2 separate regions of the Mus musculus genome follow, and region 1 is linked to region 2. The links are chromatin contacts, called in public HiChIP or PLAC-seq maps. All regions are on one chromosome and are shown on one strand. Each heading gives the region's core, a stretch centred on a gene start, on an enhancer-like site or on the middle of the called end of the contact. The rest is flanking DNA. Distances are from core to core; before and after follow the strand shown. Region 1 has its middle 25 kb from the start of Tmsb4x. Region 2 has its middle 47 kb from the start of Gm30354.

Region 1 (3,588 bases), core at 827-3,326, 300 kb before region 2:
AACAGAGCTGGATTATACAGCTTTCCTAAACATTTGTCTGTGGATTATAATTTTTTTGCTTGTAATGTGTGTACTGAAACTAAGGGTTTCTCTTCCAAAATGCAGATTTAAAGGCCTGATGGAGATCCTCCTAGCCTGGTAAGCCCTTGAAAGTGTTCCCAAGTGTATGGTGACAGTCACTATTCTGCCACAGATTCTTATGTTTTTAAGACGGGGGGGGGGACCCTCAAACCATATTTCTTGAGCTGTTCATATACCGTTGGTCTTCTTCTTGATCAGAATGTGCTAGTTTTCCAGAGGTGACATTATTCCAAAGAGACAGTTGACAACAAGACGGATCATACTGCCGAAGTCAAGAACAAAGAAAAAGTAACCATGATAGATTCTTCTTTGATATCGGGGGAAGAGGATAATGTCTCCTTCAGTAACATCGTTAGTCATAGACAAGAGAAGCTCAGTACTTGACACAACTGAAAATAGTCCCTCCATGGACTAGGTTATCCTCTGCTGCGACTGAAGGAAATGTCTGGTGACTTAATAGGGAATATTGTACTTTCAAAGGCATTAAATCCCGTGGGTATAATTGAAACAATTACTTTCTGATCTTGAAAGAATTTCTACCTTCAAAACAGCAAAGCTTATCCAACCAAAGTTGGCTACTCTGGAGATATTATTTACATTGGAAAACAACATTAAATATGCATATGTATATACCAATAGTCACGTGTACACGTGTCTACCTGTAGATGGAGATGGCCATCATTAACTGTCTAGTAAGTATAAATAAAAGGGGCTAGAGAGTGGCTCAGTGATTAAGAGTATTTGCTGCTCTTGAAGATGACCAGGGTTCCATTCCTTGCATGCAGATGGCAGCTTGCAGCCATCTGTGACTCCAGTTCCAGTGGATCCGATGCCCTCTGTAGGCACCAAGTACATAAGTGTGCATAGACATGAATGCACAGTTGCACATATGTGTGTACATGTGTGCACATGGATGTAGAGGCCATAGGGAAGCCTCAGTTGTAGAAGTAGACAAGTTCAGGGTCATAAGCACTGGCATGGTGGTTTTGGGGTGTTAGAAAGTGAGATTTTCTCACTGTGGCACTGCTAAGATCTTGGATGACATTACTCTTTATTAGGGATTAGAAGGATCTGTCCTATACATTTTGGGATTTTCCACAGCATTTGAGTCTTGCTGCTGCAGGCCAGTAGGGCCCTCCCTTTTGCAGCTTATATACATTACATAGAAGGAAAACATATACTAAATTCTTAGTGTGGAAGTATGGGTCCGACGGCTATGATTTGAGAGTGGCTGGCTTTAGCCTTAAAACTTGCAAAATTAAGGGGCTATGTGCCTCCACCAAAGCAACTGCTTTGCCTAGGGGAGAAAAGGAGAAAGTTGCTGGTGCTGAGAAGTGAATGCTTCTGGAGATGCAATTTCTACTACTTTGGATTGACCTTGGTGAATGCTGTATTCACACCCAGTCAGGGGATCCCATTTGTGCTCAAAGAAACGGTCACCCACACGTGAACTGAGAATCCTAGAAGCATCATGAAAGCCTTTGTAAAGATCACATCTGCAGTGAAAAGTGTGAGGTGATCAACATCTCAGACTCAGGACTCAGTCAAGGGCATCCTCAAATTTACCACATACCTATATTTTCCCATGGATGATGGGGCTTTATAAAAATAAAAGGTCCTAGCTCAGTCGGTAGAGGCCTGCCTAGAATGCACAAAGACCCATGTCCCATCCCTACACATAAACTAGATGTGGCACAGACCAATCATACCAGCACTTGGCAGCAAGGGGTGGAGGTAGAGGCAGGAGGATCAAGAGCTCAAGGTCATCGTCAGAGTAAGGTAAAAAGGCCATCCTGAGTCAAACAAAAAGACCAAAGACAAGGTACACTGCCATCAGATCAGATCAGGAGTGTCTTTCTCTCATGGCTACCTCATTTTGATATAGTTGAAGGAGCTCAATTTGTCTACGGAGACTAAGGTAAAATAAGGAGCCTAACTTAGTCAGGCTTTGTTTTTCAGAGGAACCTAGCCACTCTTATGAATCGATACCAAGGACTGCCAGCAGATGGCAGTAAAGGTCCGCCTAGTGCTCTAGCTTTGGGCTAGCCAGGCGTTCAGGGTGTGGTATCTTCATTGTTGATTTTGAAACCTGGCCCCTCACCTGCCTGAAATCTGCCAGGAAAAAAAAAAAAAAAAGGTTAAAAGCCACATTCCCACTGTATCAGAGAGCACTCCTAAACAGGGTAGTGTTCGGGAACCTCGCCCTACACAGTCAGATAAGCCGTCTACGTGGATCCAATTCAGACCTTAACAAGTAAACTCCAGTGCAAATTTTCTATTGGCTCCCAGTGATGTCACTTGCTGCGGCTGGGAGGCTGGGAGAACTGGTTTTCTTAGTGTGGGGAACCTTTGTTCTCTGCAACACCCACCTGGAACCCTGGGGCCTCACTGTGAAGCCAGGGCCCCCAAGGTATCTGGATACAGCACACTGCTTTGCTCCAGCACACCTAGAGTGCCTAAGAAATGGAAGTGCAGAGCAAGGGTTAGGTGAATTCACGGTACAGGAATGACTCTCACCTGGGCTCCATGAAACTCAGTCCCTAAGCCAAGCCAGGCTTTGTGGAGCTTTAAGTCACTCACTTGATATTAGTTCTCCCCCTGGGATGGATGGAGTTCTTAAAAGGCCCAGAGTGGTTCCAGGCCTTCTGGATTGGTTCCTGGGTTCATTAAATCACCTCACCCTTTAACCACTTTAGACTCTTTACACCTCGGGCACATTTAAAATAATATGCAAACCTTAATGAGGCAAGGGTAGAAGAATAGAAGGCCTATTACTATACAAAGTTGATTTCTGCCTCCTCCTAAACTGCCACAATTAACACTGTTCCCAAAAGGTCAACTTGATTATTTGCTTTGTCCCTTTCTGAAAGAAGCACTTGTGTCTGGCTTGTCTTTAAATATCTGCAGGTCATCTAAGAGGAAGTCCGTGGTGGTGGTACTTTTGTAGGACCTGGCCATTTGTTTACATCCAAGCTCTTTAACCCTCTACAGCTGCAGGTGGAGAATCCGTGGTTCTTCATGCTCTGCCTGGACTTCACGCTCCATTTAGCTCAGCAGTGACCCAGGTGAGCCTCTGGCCACAATGACAGCGCCATTGCCCCTCCACTACTAATAATGTGGCGGCTGTAGTTGAACTTGCTGTTAAGTCCAACAGTTCTCTTGGGTAGTTAGACTAACTGTAGCCCTTAGAGGTGGAAGAGTCGGGCATGACTGTGAGGGTGTGGGAGAAGGAGCCCAAAGCTAGTTGCCAATACACTGAGCTGACAACATGGCCTGGCCGCCCCGCTCAAAAGCTGGGTGAGCTTATTTACAGAGCTCGTCACCGCCTCAAAGCTTCACTTTGTTCACCTCTACTATCAAGGAAGAAAAAACATTCCTGAGGCTTTTCTTAAAGGAGGGCTAAACCTGAGGTGCGCTGAGAAGTGACAGTGACTGACTTGTGGGGTGGGGAGAAGCCCTTTGCAGTGCTTGCCAATTTTCTCAGCGCACGTGCCCCCTCGTGAGAGG
Region 2 (3,342 bases), core at 790-3,289:
AGTGGATACATTGGTAGTGAACTCATTCATTTTACCAGATGGCAGAAATGGAAGCCATATTTAAAATGTTTTATACAACTGCTCATGGTGGCCCAGGCCTGGAAATCCCAGCACTTGGGAGGTAGAAGAGGATCAGATGTTCAGAGTCACCCTCAGCTACATAGCAAGTTTATACTATGAGGGACTCTTGGGACCACTATATCCAGCAGAGTAGCAATCTGAGGAAGGCAAGGAAATTGTTTAGTTCAACATGACTCAGTAGCTGGTGTTGGCTCAAACTTCAGGAGTCTGACCCTGAGTATTTTATTTTGGGCATATTTAAGTCCAACTTAGCAAAAAAAAACTTTTCTGGCCCCAATTAACTTAATTCTGTGTGTAAAAACAAAGCGCACATAAATCTAGAGGAGTAAAGTAATCTAAATAAAGATCAGATGAGATTACATTAAAGCTCTTTGTAAAGCACATGTGACACCTTCCATAAAAATGGGTTCTAAAAATGAACTTCCATAAAGATAGATTCTACAGATTGACTGAGAAAAACAGGCTCCTGATAAGTGTCTGTAGGAGTACTGGGGTAGGGCCTCAGCTATGCAGATAGCACAAAGGTCACCAGGCTATTAACCACAGCAACTCCTAGCCTTCTGGGCAGACAACAGGTTATGCATCCCTTCCTTTGAAGGGCAACTCCTTGTGTTTAGCATTCCAGGTTCCCCTAGTGCTTATTTATGGGCCCAAAGACCTTTGTACCTCCTAGACTAGCCCTTGCTATTCAAAGACCCTATCTCAAAAAACAGACAAACAAAACAAACCAGCAATCAAAAAACAATTGTTTTTTTCTGAGGCTCTGGGACATAAAGAATAAAGACATACTGAAGCAGTCTATTTTTACATTGTCTAAATGTGGCCCTTCCCCCACTCTTCTTACCATCCCACTAGGGGTTCCCTGTCACATCACAGAGTCTCCTCTTGCTTCTACCTTGCCTGGACTTCTGTCGTAGAAGGCTGTAGGAAATTACTCTGGCCTTCTCTCTTCTCTGCAAACTCAACAAGGCAAACCCAGCTCATTCATTATCTTTAAAATGTTCACTACCAGAGTTCTAGGTGAGTAACACAATGGCCAAGTAGACATCTCTAGTTGGAGGCTTATGGTAACTATGATCTCAACATGACCCAAGGAGAGATTTCTTTTATTAACTAGGGTTTCTCAACTAAGACTCATAATTCAGTGAATGATGTCATCCACTCACTATACAAGCTATTATTTTTATAACATTATCTTAATTTGCTGTAGTATTAAGGATTGCGTGCACCAGGTAAGCACTCTGCCACTGAGCTATGCCCTCTCAAGTTGTTGTCTTCATTTCTGCTTTATGCTTTTTCTACACAGAGTCCTACTGTTCAGTGAATTCAGTCTCCAAAACTTTTCCCAAATCTGTCCACTTGTCTCTGTGTCCACCTGTGTCACCACTATTTGTCACCTGGGGCTACTACAAGAGATTCTTCTAGCTTTCTCTGCTATAGCATGAAATGCTTTGGAAAATATAAATCATATCACATTAGCTCAAGGCTCAAATCTATCTGATGACTTCTTGTACCTGGCTGAAAAACAAAGCATCCTTTTGAGTCTAGCCTTTAATGTCCTTCCAAAGCTAGCTCCTAGTCACCCTTGAGGTCACTCATCAGACACTGCAATCACACTCAGCCATGTCACACTCCTTTCTGCTCTCGGCTCTAACTGATCACCATAACAAGAAATGTGCCTCCTTCCCTGACATTCTTATGACTGTCCTGGTCTTTTTTGTTTTTAGTATGCCAGCTTCAATTGTCCTCTCTCCAGAGAGGTTTTCCCTGGCTACTCTAAGTGAGCCTTGTTTTTCCTATATTTTGCCTTTGTTCCATGAGAGGAGGAACTGTACTGATTTTGTGGAAGACATGCCGGGTGTCAGCAATCTGGGAAAGAAGATAAGGGCTGCTATGGGGGCAGGGGAGGGCTCGAGAACTTAGGTCACACTGGAGCTTTAAGGGAGGAGCCTGAAAGGCCACACTGAGTGCAGTATTTCACTTCCTGCCAGCCACTTCCAACTTGGATGGGATTGTGACAAGAGCAAAAAAACAAATCGTTGTTATTATTGGCCACAGAATCTCACAGCGGTTAACCTCTCCTGGCATTTACTGCTTAGGATTCCATTTAATGTCTCTTTGCCTCACTGTATGTTAAGCAATGTTGAAAGCTCATCCCCCTCCTCTGAGAAGGCCTCCTTGACTTTCCTGACTGTTTTTTCCCTTCCTACAGCATGTCTTGTACTGATTCATTGTATCCCTACCACATTTTATTACATACCGTCTCTCACAAGGGACGACATGTGTGTTGAAGTCTGAAACTGTATTTCATTCTTCTTTGAGTCTTCTTGGCCTATTAGGGTGTCTGCATTTTGTGCAAAGCTTAACAGTATTAGCGGAAATGCTGGCAAGGAATATAAAGTGGGGAAACATTTTCTGAGCATGATTTTATTTGGATGTAAGCAAACTTTGGAGTTATTAGATAACTACACAATAATCATTAGATACTTTTTTTGATATATTTTGGTTTTGTTTTTTGTTTTTTTTTGTTGTTGTTGTTTTTTTGTTTTTTAAAGCCAGAGCAAATTCTTGAGGGAAAGAATCCTTTCAATTGCTTTAGATCCAAAGAATAAATCCTGAACGAGCAAATGACTCTCACAAACAAGAAGAAATATTTTTGCCAGTTAACATTTTATAATTCTATGACCTTATGAGTAGGAACACCTATTAAGTTATTTTTAACCCTTGACAGTGACCTGGTAGAGATTTACATTGAGAACTAGGCAGTCTGGAGTCTGAAATGGCACAGGTTGCTTTCATTAAAGCTCCCCTACAAACCAGCGACCCATTCAGACCTTCTGGTTAGAGCCTACTCTCCAGAGTGAACTACACACTCAGATGGCTCCTGGCGGTTTTCAAGGTGTTGGTTTATTGTGTTTTAGGTTCTGTGCATTGCTCCGAAGGACAGATGGTTAATCGCCTTTCTCTGGGCACTCACACAGCCCTAGAAAAGGTGTGGGGAGGCACCGGGGGAGAGAAGCCCCTCTCCCACAGCAGGCCTGGTCTCTCACAGAGTTGGGATTGGTGACCCACTGATTGGGTCTGAAAGCCTTTTCAGGCACACAAAACCTCCAGTTTCTCTATTAGCATATCAGAGGTGGCCGCAGTGGTGGGAAATGCTTCAGCCAACAAAAGACACTGCTCAGTGACATTGTCTTATTGGTGCTTACAGAAGCAGAAAAAATGAACATCTGGCCAAGGCTGCTATGATGGACAGATGTT

The links. HiChIP or PLAC-seq counts read pairs in DNA pulled down with a chosen protein or histone mark.
Region 1: a contact with region 2 is called in an H3K27ac HiChIP or PLAC-seq map of heart atrium, with 6 times the contacts expected there. The contact joins two enhancer-like sites. A contact is called at or near these places in 1 of 15 datasets of contacts at CTCF or cohesin (large pre-B cells), 2 of 484 Hi-C or Micro-C datasets (embryonic stem cells and nephron progenitors), 6 of 115 datasets of contacts at active chromatin or transcription factors (bone marrow-derived dendritic cells, embryonic stem cells, extraembryonic endoderm stem cells and 2 more) and 1 of 9 other capture datasets (bone marrow-derived macrophages).

Annotation. Positions count from the first base shown.
Region 1 is chrX:167,232,124-167,235,711 of GRCm38.p6, reverse strand. No RefSeq gene overlaps it. Among named protein-coding and RNA genes, the nearest start is that of Tmsb4x, 25 kb to the right of the region's middle. Within about 2 kb of position 2,076, at least 87 of the 459 cell types and tissues checked have an H3K27ac peak or open chromatin away from gene starts, as enhancers often do. A contact at or near this core is called in heart atrium, where this site is marked.
Region 2 is chrX:166,929,933-166,933,274 of GRCm38.p6, reverse strand. No RefSeq gene overlaps it. Among named protein-coding and RNA genes, the nearest start is that of Gm30354, 47 kb to the right of the region's middle. Within about 2 kb of position 2,039, at least 30 of the 459 cell types and tissues checked have an H3K27ac peak or open chromatin away from gene starts, as enhancers often do. A contact at or near this core is called in heart atrium, where this site is marked.